2 separate regions of the Mus musculus genome follow, and region 1 is linked to region 2. The links are chromatin contacts, called in public promoter capture Hi-C maps. All regions are on one chromosome and are shown on one strand. The core of a region is the stretch at or near the end of the contact, and the rest is flanking DNA. Distances in the headings are between cores, read along the strand shown.

Evidence for each region. Promoter capture Hi-C pulls out the DNA fragments that hold promoters and counts their contacts.
Region 1: a contact with region 2 is called in a promoter capture Hi-C map of the HPC-7 cell line, with 2.8 times the contacts expected there. The contact joins the promoter of Ccin here to the promoter of Olfr156 in region 2. A contact is called at or near these places in 3 of 39 promoter capture datasets (the 3T3-L1 cell line, the HPC-7 cell line and stem cell-derived epiblast-like cells), 2 of 484 Hi-C or Micro-C datasets (both in cortical neurons), 3 of 115 datasets of contacts at active chromatin or transcription factors (T-cell acute lymphoblastic leukemia, embryonic stem cells and memory CD8 T cells) and 1 of 9 other capture datasets (liver).

What each region holds. Positions count from the first base shown.
Region 1 is chr4:43,980,061-43,987,103 of GRCm38.p6, forward strand. Ccin (calicin) reads left to right here and starts at 3,444. Exons shown (of 1, transcript NM_001002787.2): 1 at 3,444-5,473. The coding sequence starts at 3,535. The coding sequence ends at 5,301.
Region 2 is chr4:43,818,411-43,825,720 of GRCm38.p6, forward strand. Olfr156 (olfactory receptor 156) reads right to left here and starts at 3,023. Exons shown (of 1, transcript NM_019474.2): 1 at 1,925-3,023. The coding sequence starts at 2,949. The coding sequence ends at 1,993. It overlaps Gm30318 (a long non-coding RNA gene), which reads left to right and starts at 4,744. Exons shown (of 3, transcript XR_390510.3): 1 at 4,744-5,084; 2 at 6,058-6,214.

The sequences.
Region 1 (7,043 bases), core at 2,194-4,693, 160 kb after region 2:
TTGCTAGGTAGTAGACTAAGCTGACTCCAAATTGGCAATTCTCCTGCCCTGGGCTCATTCCTTTTTTAACTGTAAAGAACATTTTATTGATCAGGCATAGGGGTGCACACCTTTAGTTTCAGCCGAGGCAGAGGCAGACACAGATGGTTCTCCATGAGTTCCAAGCCAGCCTGGGATACCTAACAAGTTCTAGAATAGGCAGGGCTACATAAAGAGACCCCGTGTTGTAGGTGTCTTATTACTGTGGTAAAACACCTTGACCAAAAGCAACTTAGGGAGGAAAGGGCCCTTGCATCTTACACTTCTCGTAGCAGTCCCTCACTGAGGAGGGCAGGGCAGGAATTTAGAGGCAGGAACTCAAACAGTCCACGGAGGAGTGCTGTCTACTGGCTGCCCAAGGATGACACCAGCAGCGGTGAGCTGGGCCCTCCCCCACTGATCCTGAGTCAAGCAACACCTACCTCCCAGACTTGCATACAGGCCAATATGAGGTTATTTTTCTCAGCTAAGGTTCCTTCTTTCCAGATGCATCCATGTCAACCAAAACACCATCTCTAAACAAAACAAAACTGCATATAGAGTGTGCAGGTGAGGGGACAACTTTGTGGGCTCACCGTGTCCGACTACCTTTGTGTGGGTTCCAGGAGTTGAATTTGGGTGGTCAGGCTTGCTGGGCAGGCATTCTGCCTACAGAGCGACCTCAGCAGCAACTGTGCAAACACCTCTTTTTGTTTGTTTGTTTGTTTGTTTGTTTGTTTTTTAATCTCAAGTAGTCCAGGCTGGCCTAGAACTTAAAGACTATATATCTAAAGGGGACCTTGAACTTCCAATCATCCTGCTCCTATCTCTTGAGTGCTTGGATTAGAGGCATGGCTCACTATACCAAGTTGGCATGGTTCTCAGGATCCAACCTACCGCTCTGTGCGTGACAGGCACGCATTCTACCCACTGAGCTTTGTCCCCGGCCCAGTTTAATGAGCTTTTACATTTTTAACTTTGAGACAGTCTACTATGTTGCCCCAGGCTGGCCTAAATTTAGGCCTTCCGAAATCTGAGACACATATGGACTACCGCACCCCCACTATTTGTTTAATTTTAAGGTCTACACATGTGGAGCACCACACCCCAATTTTTGTTTTGTTTTAAGGTCTATGTTGCCCAGGCTGACCTTAAACTTTTGAGCTCAGAGTCCCTCCTGCTTCTGCCTGCCGAGTAATGGGATTCTTTGAGTCTTGAGTTTGTTGAGGATGGGAGCTTTGCAACTAAGACCTAAGACCGGAAACTGTGGCAAATGCTCTCCGGTTGAACAAGCCTCTTCTCTCCAGGCCTTAGTCAGGTCTGTCAGATCCTCCCAGACCTCCATGATCTCCAGCTGGAGGCATACGGTGAGTGAGCTCATTTCTGTCCTGGTGCTCTGGGATCTGATGACCTTCTGCTTCCGGTAAATGTCCCAGGAAGTGGGGTCTGACAGTCAGGATGCCACTGGATTCAGGCATCCTTATCAGACTCACGATGCTTCCTCTGGCCAAGTGGCCCCTGTTTCTCAGGTGATGAGACCTGGAGAAGCGTGCAGAGCTGAAATTCCCTGAGAGAAAGAGAGACAGAGACACACACACAGAGAGAGAGACACACACAGAGAGAGAGACAGAGAGAGACAGAGAGAGAGACTAGGTAGTGGGGAACTGAGCTCAGCCACATAGGGAGTTCTTTGAAGTGGGGCTGGAACCTAAGTACCCCAAGCAGGGGGACAGAAGTTCTAACCCCTTCACAGGCATCACATCCAAAGAGACTATCTGCCCCAGAAGTCAGGTATCAAGATGTGTAACTTCACTATTAAAGTATAATTGTTTAAAAAAAAAAAAAAAACAAAACTTCAATTAATCCTAGCACCTGAGAGGCAGAGACAGGTAGATCTCTTGAGTTCAAGGCCAGCCTAGTTTACATAGAGGTTCCAGGACAGCCAAGGCTACCCAGAGAAACCCTGTAACAAAAACAAACAAGCAAACAAACAAACTTTAAATTACCAAGTTCCTAGATAAGGAAAAGGCTAGGTGTGGGATGGAAAGATGAATGAGAATCCAAGCCAGCAAGAGGGCTGGAGAGTGGTGGGTATGGAGCTGACAGTCACTCTGGGAGGGGCGTTCAGGAGGACCAGAAGGTCTGGAGTGAGGCTTGGAGCCCACAGTGGAGATGGGGTCTGCAGTCAGGTCCTCCTGACCAGTACAAGTGACCATATGGCACGGTTCTTCCTAAGAGGTCCCAGGGTGGCTTTGGTCATACACCATTGCCGGGCTCTGTCCACATCTGTAAAATGAGAACAGGTGTGGGTCTGCCACACTGTGAGCCCCGGGTCCAGACGTATGAGTTTCAGAGTCGCTCCTACACAAAGGAGCCCTAGGCGGGACAAAGCAGGCAGAAAGGGACGCCCCGGGGCGGGTGAGTTTCCTCTCTACGCCATTGGAGAAGCTGAGCACGGAGGCGGCGTGCTTCTGGCCAGGAGGTGACCCTGCAGCGCCACCGTGCGGCCGAAGCAGGCTCCTATAACCCGTCGAGGGCTTCGGGGATGCCCACAGCTGTGGTTATATCAACTAAGAAACAAGAACTGGCATTTATTGGAACGTTTGCTGTAAGCTAAGCGCTGTGCCTGCTGCACTTTGAAGCGAGTATTCTCATCTCACAGAAGAGGAATCTGAGGCCTGAGTGAACTGGTCTAAGAAACTCGGAGTGGAGAGGCCGAATCAGGCATTTCCCCAGCATTTTACTAGATACTTGGAAACCTGGTATGGGAAGTTTCCAAACCTGGTATGGGAGGTTGGAAACCTGGTACTGGCGTTTCCAAGTCCTCCCATCTTCCTAGGGCTGGCTGGCCCCTCCATTTCTGCTCCAGTGAGTGTCACCCACTTCTCCATGAAAACTGTATTCTGACTACAGAGATCAGAAGCCAGAGGGTTTGTCTTCTCAGACGTCCAGGAACCTTGGTAGAAAAAAGGGCCTTCAGGGCCTAAGAATTGAACCATGAAAACTGTCTGGTCCCCACTTCCTGAAGGGGTGAAAGGGTTGTAACGCCCCACACTGTGGGAGTTCCAGGTTTGCTCTGCCTCTAACTGCCTCTGTGACAGGGGGAGTCCTTCCTCAGCAGGACTTCAGCCTTCTGGTTAAAAGGGAGGCTTCTAGATCATGGTAACCTCTCCTCCCACCCTAAATTTTCCCTCTCCACAGCTGCTCTCTGCCCCACCCAAACCAGTTCGAACATTCCCGGCGAAGCCGAGGACTGTGACTTGAAAGGCCCAGGGGGACACCGTGGCCCCATTCCAGAGCTTCCTCTGAAGCTCTGGGGAGAGAAAGGCCTGGGGGCGGGGAGGGGGCTACATTATGATGACCTCATCCATTCTATGACGTCACCCTCTCTCCCACGCCCACTCCTCTCTGGTCAGCTGCTCTGCAAACAACCATCAGTACAAACCCCAAAGGCCTGGAAAAGTCTGCCCTCCGGTACCTGCTACGAATCTTCTGTCTCGGCCAACAAGAAGCACCATGAAACTGGAATTCACAGAGAAAAACTACAACAGCTTTGTGCTGCAAAACCTGAACAAACAGAGGAAGCGTAAAGAGTACTGGGACATGGCCCTGACTGTGGACCATCATGTCTTCTTCGCACATCGCAACGTGCTGGCTGCCGTCTCTCCACTAGTGAAAAGCCTCATCTCCAGCAACGACATGAAGACCACCGATGAACTCTACATCACCATCGACCCCAACTACCTGAGCCCAGCCACGGTGGACCAGCTCCTGGATTACTTCTACAGCGGCAAAGTGGTGATCTCAGAGCAGAACGTGGAGGAGCTGCTCCGGGGCGCACAGTATTTCAATACCCCACGCCTTCGGATTCACTGCAATGACTTCCTTATTAAGTCTATTCGCCGCGTCAACTGCTTGCGCTACCTCTTCTTGGCTGAGCTGTTCGAGCTCAAAGAAGTATCAGACTTGGCCTACTCTGGCATTCGTGACAACTTCCACTTCTGGGCCAGTCCCGAGGGCTCTATGCACTTCATGCGCTGCCCACCCGTCATCTTCGGTCGCCTGCTCCGGGATGAAAACCTCCACGTGCTCAACGAGGACCAGGCGCTCAGCGCACTCATCAGTTGGGTGTACTTCCGGAAGGAGGAGCGGGAAAAATACTTCAAGAAGTTCTTCAATTACATCAATCTCAATGCGGTCTCCAACAAGACGCTGATGTTTGCCAGCAACAAGCTGGTTGGCTTGGAGAACAACTCTGCCCACGCGACCTTGATCGAAAGTGTCCTGATGGACCGCAAGCAGGAGCGCCCGTGCAGCCTGCTGAGCTACCAGCGGAAAGGGGCCCTGCTTGACTCGGTGGTCATCCTGGGTGGCCAGAAGGCCCACGGTAAGTTCAACGATGGGGTGTTTGCCTATATCATCCAGGAGAACCTGTGGCTGAAGCTCTCAGAGATGCCATACCGGGCAGCCGCGCTCAGTGCCACTGCTGCTGGCCGTTACATCTACATATCCGGTGGCACCACTGAGCAGATTTCAGGACTGAAGACAGCGTGGCGGTATGACATGGACGACAACTCCTGGACCAAGCTACCTGACCTGCCCATTGGGCTTGTCTTCCACACCATGGTGACCTGCGGGGGAACAGTTTACTCAGTGGGTGGGAGCATTGCCCCACGCCGGTACGTCTCTAACATTTATCGCTATGATGAACGCAAGGAAGCCTGGTGCTTGGCGGGGAAGATGAGCATCCCTATGGACGGGACAGCAGTCATCACTAAGGGTGACCGGAACCTGTACATTGTCACTGGGCGATGCCTGGTGAAGGGCTACATCTCCCGGGTCGGTGTAGTGGACTGCTTTGACACCTGCACGGGGGAAGTGGTCCAGTGTATCACCTTCCCCATCGAATTCAACCACCGGCCCCTGCTCTCGTTCCATCAGGACAACATCCTTCGTGTACACAGCCACCGGCAGAGCGTGGAAATCAACTTACAGAAGATCAAGGCCAACAAGTCGACAACCTCAGTACCTCTGTTGCCCAACAGTTGTCCCTTGGATGTATCCCATGCTATCTGCTCCATTGGAGACAGCAAGGTATTTGTATGTGGGGGTGTCACCACAGCCAGCGATGTCCAGACCAAGGACTACACCATCAATCCTAATGCTTACTTGCTGGACCAAAAGATAGGTGAATGGCAGACCCTTGCCTGCCCACCTGAGGCACTGGACTGTCCTGCCTGCTGTCTAGCCAAGCTGCCTTGCAAGATTCTTCAAAGAATTTAAACAACTTTTTAAGTGGGAGAATAAGTAAATGCATTATTATTCACAATTTAATGACAGAAAGCAAGGGAGGAATGTGACTTTGGATTCCTTTTAGTGGGGGGTCAATGCTTGGGGCTACACATGTTCCTGATGGATAGGATTCAGGGTTAATATCTCAATGGAGGTAACTAGCAGAGATGGGGTCTCTGGTTGGTGGTCTACAGTGGGTAGATTAATTAATTAACTAGTTAATTAATTTTGTTATTCCAGCTCTGGAGGTCTCTAAACTGAGTCAGGAAAAACAATCCTTGGTGGTTGTGGGATTGAAGTTCCTCCCAGACTCTGGGCTAGGGGATGTTTGAGTGGTGCCCCCCCCCACCCCCAATCCCTGTAGTCACCTCTCAGGGATCTGCTAGCATAGTAATCTCTGCTCAGAGTAGTGATGGCATGGGCTCTTCCAGCATGTGTTTGCTTCAGGTCTTCTTGGGAGACAGGAAAGGACCTCTCCTAAGCCCAGGAGAGTAGCCTTGTAGGCTGGGGAGGAAGGAGGTGTGTGGGCAAGTCCAGGGACAAGCAGGGTCGATGGCCTGTTGTATTTGTGTCACCTAGGGTGGTTTATGTCTCATCTCGGGGGAAGTTGAGGATTACTTACAATGGTCACTGCTTCTAGTTGGAGAGGTTCACGGAGAACGTTCTCAGGAATGTGAGGTTTGAATCAGGGGTGGACAAGCTACAGTAAAGGGAGAAGAAAGAAATCCAGATCAGTAGTGGAGTGAAGCTGTAATGGGGATCGGGAGGTAAACTCGGGTACCAGCTCAAGAACCCACTAGCTTATCCTGGGCAAATTAACTTATATCTCTGTGCCTTCATTTCCTCTTCGGTAACAGAGATATGGTGAGACCACCTAACTAATAGTGTAAGTGTGGAGTCTTACTGAGTGGAATGCCCAGGACAGATAGTCCCCTGCATGCACTGTGCTGAGGACACCCCCCCCACCCCACCCCCCACACACACACGACTTCTGTCACAGGATCCTATTCTGTAGCTCAGACCCCTTGGGAACTCACTGTGTAGCTGAGACTGGCCCGGAAGGATGACCCCCTGCCTTTACCTAATGCCTCTTTTGTAGCTTCTAGTGCTGGGATCACAGGTGTGTGCTCCCACATCCAACTCAGAATTACCCTGTTAAAGGATAAGCCTTGCTCCATCCAAAGATTTCCAAGATCCATTGCTTCAGGATGCCACTGAAGGGTAAAACCTGGTGTCGAGAAAGTCCTCTTATAGAAACCAATTACCTAAAGAATCCCCAGTGTTTTTCTAAATTTCTCCTTTAGATAACAGGTATAAAGTCTGGAATTCAAAATTGGAATATTTTGGTCCAAATTGTATTATTCAGAAATGCAATAGAATTGTTTTTTAAAAGCTTTATGAGAAATAATTTATACTCCCTATAATGAACTTATTTAAAATATACAGCTTGGTGGGACAAGTTTCTCCTGCCTATAATCTCAGCAGTCAAGATGAGCCAGGCTTACACAATGAGTCTCAGGCCAGGCTGGGCTGCAGGGGGAGTCCCTGGTTCAGAAGGGGCTGAGGGCTGGAGAGACAGCTCAGTGGTTAAGAGCACTGGCTGCTCTTGCAGAGGATCCAAGCTCCATTCTCAGCACCTACATGGTGGCTCACAACCACCTGTAACTCCAGACCTAGGGTCTGATTCCCTCCTTCTGGCTCCAATGGTCACTGCATACGAGACACATGGTGCA
Region 2 (7,310 bases), core at 1,773-4,272:
TAGGTGGAACAACAATATGAACTAACCAGTACCCCGGAGCTCTTGACTCTAGCTGCATATGTATCAAAAGATGGCCTAGTCGGCCATCACTGGAAAGAGAGGCCCATTGGACACACAAACTTTATATGCCCCAGTACAGGGGAACGCCAGGGCCAAAAAGGGGGAGTGGGTGGGTAGGGGAGTGGGGGTGGGTGGCTATGGGGGACTTTTGGTATAGCATTGGAAATGTAAATGAGCTAAATACCTAATAAAAAATGGAAAAGAAAAAAAAAGTACACACATGATCAAGAAAAGAACAGAATAAACGTACGGAAATGATATTTCAAAAATAAATAAATAAATAAATTCAGCCCCCACTCAATTTATCAGAACACAGAAATGTAGCTACATTATTTTTTAACTGCAGTCTCATGAATAGCCTCTCGCCCATGACCTAACAGAGTTCTTGTTCCCCTCTGAAGCTTCGTGAGTGGAGTCTCTTAGTGTCCTCATTTCTCTCGACATTTTAGTGATGTAACTTCCACCTGAAAGGCTCATTCAGCTCTTCTGCAGCATTTTATGGCTCCTCTAGGCAGCACCATTGAATTATTCCACATTTGCTGTACAGCTATTTTCTATTTAAAACGACCTCTCCGTTTCCTGTTTCGGAGGCATCCGGGTGTCCTCTCTACGGTGCCGGCTGTCAGTGGAACAGACTGTCTGGATGGTCACACACAAGCCTCCTCTCTTCAGCTACCAGGAACTCAAATGCCTCCGTTTCCTCTTTTAATGGTTTTGTAAACTGGATTTTTTTTTTCAGAGAACTTGTGCATGTCGTTTAAATTGTTAAATTTCATGTCCCTAAAGTAATTAGTCATATTCTTGTTACTATCATTTGATATCTGTAAGTCATCAGTAATTCTTTTTCACTCTTGATTTTGATAGTGTACTGTCTGTCAGTCATCCGTCTCTCTGTCCATCTTTCTATCACTGTCTGAGTCATACAAGGGACTTGTCAACGTTGCTGTCTTCTATAGTGTCTGTTTGGGTTTGTCAGTGTTTTCTATTGCCCCTTTCCTACTTGCAGTGGTTGTTTGAATAATTTCCTTTTACCCACGTTAGATTACTTTGTTATTTTTCTAGCTTGTTAAAGTGAAAAGTTGGGTCATAAATCCTGGCATATATTTAAATTTTTAACATTCCATTCGAACTCTGCTTTAGATATATCAAACATTTTTGAATTTTTTTTTAGAATTTTATACATGAGTATACTGTATTTGTATCATGTCTACTCCTCTCCCTCCCTCTCCCCTTCTCCCCCTTCCCCTCTCCCTTCCCCTCCCATGCTTCCCTCTTGAATTCATGGCCCCTTTTTGTTAATATATGTTACCACTAGATAAAATATCTAAAACATGAATGTGGAAAAGAAAAGAAGATCAGGTGTAAAAGTAAATACATACTCTATTATCCGAAATTTATAGAGAAAAGAAAACTTTCTAGAATGTACTTAGGAGTTCCATGGGGTCAGAGGTGGGGACTGACTGAAGAGGGTGAGGGAGAAACTTTGGAAGTGGTGTGAGTGGGCTAAGCATGGAGAGAGATTATGTATTCCAGACCAGCGTGGAGTCTAAATAAAAAAATAAAACAAGCACTGAGTTCTTCTCAGTTGTACAGTAGGGGAAAAAAGGACCTGACATACACACCCCAACTAGACTTTACTGACAAAGAGAGAAGTGTATTTTTTTTCAGTTTTTATTTTTCAGTTTTTATTGCTTTTTTCGTTAGTGTACAAAGAACACTTAATTTTCATAGCACTTTTTCTTGGTTCTAGGATATTTTGTACAACCAGTGTCTTGATTCTAAAGAGTCCATGGTCCAGCCCAGTCACTCACGAAGAACTCAGTCCAGACTGATCTTCAGGGCTAGCCATCAAGGCTATGCTGAATGATTGACCATTCCCAGCCAAGCCCTGTGTGCACTGAACGGGGAAGTAACCCACTTCCTTCCTCACTATCACTGAATCAGGCATTTCTGACCTACCAGGTTCCTCACAGCGGCCTTCACATCCTTGTTCCTCAGGCTGTAGATGATGGGGTTCAGCATGGGGGTCAGCACCCCATAAAATAAGGAGATGAGCTTGTCTGAAACATCCTGTTTGTCTGCCCCCAATGGGTCCTTGGACTTGGGCTTCCCGTACATGAACAGGATGGTCCCATAGAAGACAAGTACCACGGTGAGGTGGGCAGAACAGGTGGAGAAGGCCTTCTTCCTCCCCTCGGCAGAGGGGATCCTCAGGATGGTGGAGAGTATGAAGATGTAGGAGACAAAGATGAACAGAACTGGAACCCCCAGGAAAATCACATTGGCCACCCCCATGCTGATCACATTGATGGAGATGTCAGCACAGGCTAGCTTTAAGACTGCTAGGATCTCACAGGTGAAGTGATTGATGACATTGTCCCCACAGAAAGGCAACTGCACCGCAAGGGAGATCTGCACCAAGGAGTTAGCACCGCCAGCCACCCAGGAGCTGACGGCCATGGGCACATAGGCAGACTTGTTCATGACCACAGGGTATCTAAGAGGGTTGCAGATGGCCACATAACGATCAAACGCCATCATGCCCAGGAGCACACACTCCGTGGCTCCCATGGCAAAGGAGAGAAACATCTGCACGGCACAGCCCGAGAAGGAGATGGTCTTCCTGGGGGTGAGAAAACCATCCAGGACTAAGGGAATCGAGGAGGTAGTATAGCAGATGTCCAGGAAGGAGAGGTTCCCCAGGAAGAAGTACATGGGCGTGTGCAGGTGGGAGTCGAGGATGCTCACCAGGATGAGGACGCCGTTGCCCAGCAGGATCACCAGGTACATCAGCAGGATGAGCACGAAGAAGGTTTTCTCCAGCTTTGGGTGATCTGACAACCCCAGCAAGACAAATTCAGCTACCGTAGACTGATTGGCTCCTTCCATTTCGCATGTTCTCTTCCCGTCTTGAGAGAGCAGAGGACAGCAAGCACTTGCTCATCAGGATCAGGATGTGGGCATGGTTCTAGAACGTATAATTAAATGTAAAGTCAGTGTTGAAGGGATACAATTCTCTATTAGTTTGCCTGAGAGATCAGGACGCATTGGTTCAAGCAGGAAAAGCCTCTGGTAGCCAACTGAGATAGATGGAGGGACGCGATATAGTCAGGCCAGTGGAGCCAGCACGCCTGCCTGGGGGAAGGGGTGTGTCTATTCATGGATGCAGGACTACATGAAAACCATGAAGAAGGAGACTGTAGGATGCTACACGGCTCCAGAGGAGGGGAGGGGCATGGACTAATCTCGCTGCCTCTGCCTGTCCCAAACATTCCTGCCCCTTTCTGGGCCGAAGTCGCTCTTAGTAATGTTAGCTATTGGCATGGTCTCCCTCACTCCTGTCACTCTGATTCTGAGCCCTTACAGTGACATTATGATGATAAGTTAGCATCACACAGAGAGAATACGGTAGCCAGGCAGATTAGAGTCTAGCCAGAATTTCTGTTTGTTGCATGGTGCCTGTCCTTCATTTCCTGTGAATTTGATGGATGCTGTCCCTGGGTTGCACTATCAGTAGAGTCTGGGGGCTGCTGGACATGGTGGTCTTTACAGAAGTATAGCCTTATTGCCTTTCCTATAGATCAACAGTAGGACCAGGCTGCTCCGTACCTATGAAAGGACAAGTGTCTCTTGTGTCTTCCTGTGTATACCTTGTGACTGGACTCTGTGCTTTGGAGAAGTTTTCTAAGTTGCAGCTTCTAACTCAAACCCTGCTGTACCTGACTTGACCATGAAAGGCACTGCAGTTCCATTGCAATGCATTCTCCAAAGTAGGGAAAACAATTCCAGGCTTACCGAGGTCTTGCGCAAGGAGAGAACCATGCGTACCGTGTGCTTCAGGGACGGAAGAACTGCAGACCTGTACATTAGGGAAAGCCTCAGACCTTGACTTCTCACATTAAAGATTAGGAAAGTGGGGCCGGAGAGATGGTTCAGTGAGTAGAGGCTTGTCACCAAGCCTGAGTAGAGTTCAATTCCTGGGACCCAAAAGATGGAAAGAGAGAAGCAACTCCTTCAAGTTGTTCTCTGACGTCCACATGAGCACCATGACATGTGATTGTGTACAGGCATGTGCGTGCACACACACACTCACACACACACACACACACACACACACCACAGAGAGAGAGAGAGAGAGACAGACAGACAGACAGACAGACAGACAGACAGAGAGAAGAGATGTTTTAAAACAATGAGGAACTTGAAGCTCCGACAGAACCATAGGCTGGCCCAGATGGTTCTCCACTCTCCCCCTAGCCTGTCCCTCATCACTGCATGTTCTTGTCCAGCATTTGTGTCTACTGAGGATGTAAAGGTCCAGTTGAGCAGCTCTTGTCCTTCTCACCCTCCCTAGGACATTCCTAGACAATAGATGCACCAAATCTTCCTCTAAGAAATCTGCCCCGTAGTCAGGCTTTGACTCTCTTTTACTATTACCCTGTTGCTGGGGAAGATGGGTGAGAGAAACCAAACTCAGTTTAGAGCTCTCCTCGTGCAGCTGTCAGGGCTGAACCGCAGGCATCAGGAATAGTTGAGGAGAAAGTTTTCAGAGATGTTAGAGCTGTGTATGGGAGGTGTGAGCCATGGCAGGTACAGCACTATGCGTGGGAGGTGTGAACCGCGGCAGGAAGTGCCTTCTCTTCTTCCTTTACTGTATGAGTCGTCCAGAAAAACCGTTTCCCGGTTGTTTTTAGCACCTGATACATAGCTCACACCTCTCATTCTCTCGTCAGCCTTGATAATTAGACAGTCAGCTTAACATTAAGCAGAGACTTTTCCTTTATTCTTGCCCCTCTACAATGGCCCTCACTCCACCTCACCCCTGCACCCCAGCTGAGACATCCTAGGTATACCTGTTCCTTTTCCTCTATGAAGAACCCGAGAGACGTGGAAGCCAGAACCAAGGTCTAGCCTTGGAGTCCATCTGTTCTCCGATCCCATCTCTGTTCCTCCTCTCGCCTACCTGAAGAAGCTGTGGCCACAGAGAGAGCCCTGCCTGTGTCCACTGGGCAGACAAGTCCATGGTGAGGATGGGAGCTCACCCAGCAGAAGATCTCCTGCTGAGGAGGGTGCTGGAAGCTCTCTGGGCTTGGGGAAAAAAAAAAAAAAAGATGGTTTCAATGACTTATATTGGTGCTTGCCTGACCCAGCCTTGTCTCTTGGCCTGGAATACACAGAGATTCTGTTTAAATGTCTTGGGAGATATTCGTCCTATCAGAGGGCACATCGAGAGAGGAATATATGGTTGGCTGTGGTGGTGGGGGAGGGGCTCGGGTTGCTCCCTGCGCTAGCTGCCTTTCCCCATGTCCAGTGAAAAAGCAAGGGAAAGACAGCTGGAGGTGTCACTTGCCAGCAGCTGCTAGAGTTGTCTAGCCTGTATTCTGTGCTTTCTGTCCTCTGCCCTTTACCTGGTCCTCCAGAGGGCCCATCAAGTATCCTGGAAAAGTTAGTGTTCTAGTTGTTTGGGAGCCAGTCTTAATCCCAGATGCAATTTAAAGTTTGCCGAAAGGCCTCACAGGAATTTAGGGCCTGTGTTCCACAAATCCAATTAAAGAGTTGCAGACGCTTCTCTGTGAGTCTGAACTCTTTCTGTTAAGGAATGTAAAAGACAGTTCCTGCCCTCTGTCCTGTGTTTGCTTGTCTTCCCAGGAACAGGGGAATAACAACCGCCTAACTGTGCTTTGACCACAAGAGGGGGATGACTCGCCTCAGCTGAGGCAGCCACACTTGCTCTGACGCTCCAGGCAGTTGCTTAAGCTCTGGGAGGCTAAGAGCTGAGGGTTGTTTTGCCCCAAAGTCCTCTGGCTCCACGTAGGCTCTGGGGTAGCTACTAAGGATTTGGGGATGAAAAAGAAGCCCTTCCCGCCAGCAAAGGGATGTGTGGATAAGGGGGCAGGAAGGGTTCGAATTTATAGATTATTATCTGCAGTCACTGTTTGGAGAACTGTGGGAGTAAGTTTTTGTTTTCTGTTTTGTTTTGTTTTGTTTTTTAAACAGATGCACTCTCCATACCCTGTTTAACTAGCTTTAGCCATCTCCTCTAAAGCATGGTGGCCCACTGCCCATGTCAAGCTGCAGGCTGGGCCGTGCATCTCTTCCTCCTGGCTGTAAGCAGCACAAAGAGGCCTCCTTGAGCTGACTGACAATCCTGAAGGTACTTCAACTTAGTTTAAGCTTTGCAATCTGGGGCTGGGGAGATGACAGAGTCTGTAATCTGCTTGCTTTGCAAGCAACAGCACCTGAGTCTGATCCTCAGAACTGACGCAGAAAAGTCTGGCACGGTTGCTCACACTTGAAATCTCGGTACTGAGGAGACAGAGACAGGCAGATCTATAGGGTTCGCTGCCCTACCAGCATAGCTTGCTTGGCATACTCCATGTCACCGGGAGGGTGTGTCCCAGATAAGGGGGACCATGTGGCTCAGGAGGGACACCAGATTTTGTTTTCCAGCCTCCATGTGTATGTGCACCACACACATCAATTTAAGCCCTGAACAAAATGTGTGTGTGCGTATGTGCATGCACGTACACACACACACACTATTAAATAAATAAATAAATAAATAAATTACACACCCTGAGCTTAAAGGAGGGCAGAAAAGGTGTAGTTTCATAAAAATTACCGTTGAATGGTTTGGGTGGCTCCATTAAAGGCAAATATTAAAATAAATTGCTGTCCTCAAATGTTAGGAAGAAGCCGATGCTTCACTCTGATCCTTTGGCAGAAGTCTTTTCATCCTTAATCTTTTTAAAACATACATTTTAATTCAAATAGAATTACATCACTCTCTCCTTCCCTTCCCCCCCCCCCCACTCCTCCAAAGCACCCTCCCTCCAACCCTTCCCATACTCCTACCAGACTCTAAAACTGGTGGACTCTTTGTTGTTGTTTATGTTTATTTATTCTTTTCTCGTACAATAAATACATCCTGACTACAGCTTCCCCTCTCTCCCTCCTCTCAGTCCCCCACCCCCACCTCTCTTCACCCCCAGACCCACTGTTCCTTCAGAAAAGAGCAGGCCTTTCAGGGATACCAGCTGAACATTGCATAACAAGATGCAGTAAGACTAGGCACAAACCCTCATACCAAGGCTGAGCAGGGCAACCCAGTAAGAGAAAAAGGTCCCACCGTCAGGCAAAAGATTCAAGAACATCCCCACTCCGATTGTTAGGAGCTTAAAGAACCAGGGCCTGTACGCAGAGGGCCTGGTGGAGACCTATGCAGGCTCCGTGGTTGTGAGCAGATACAG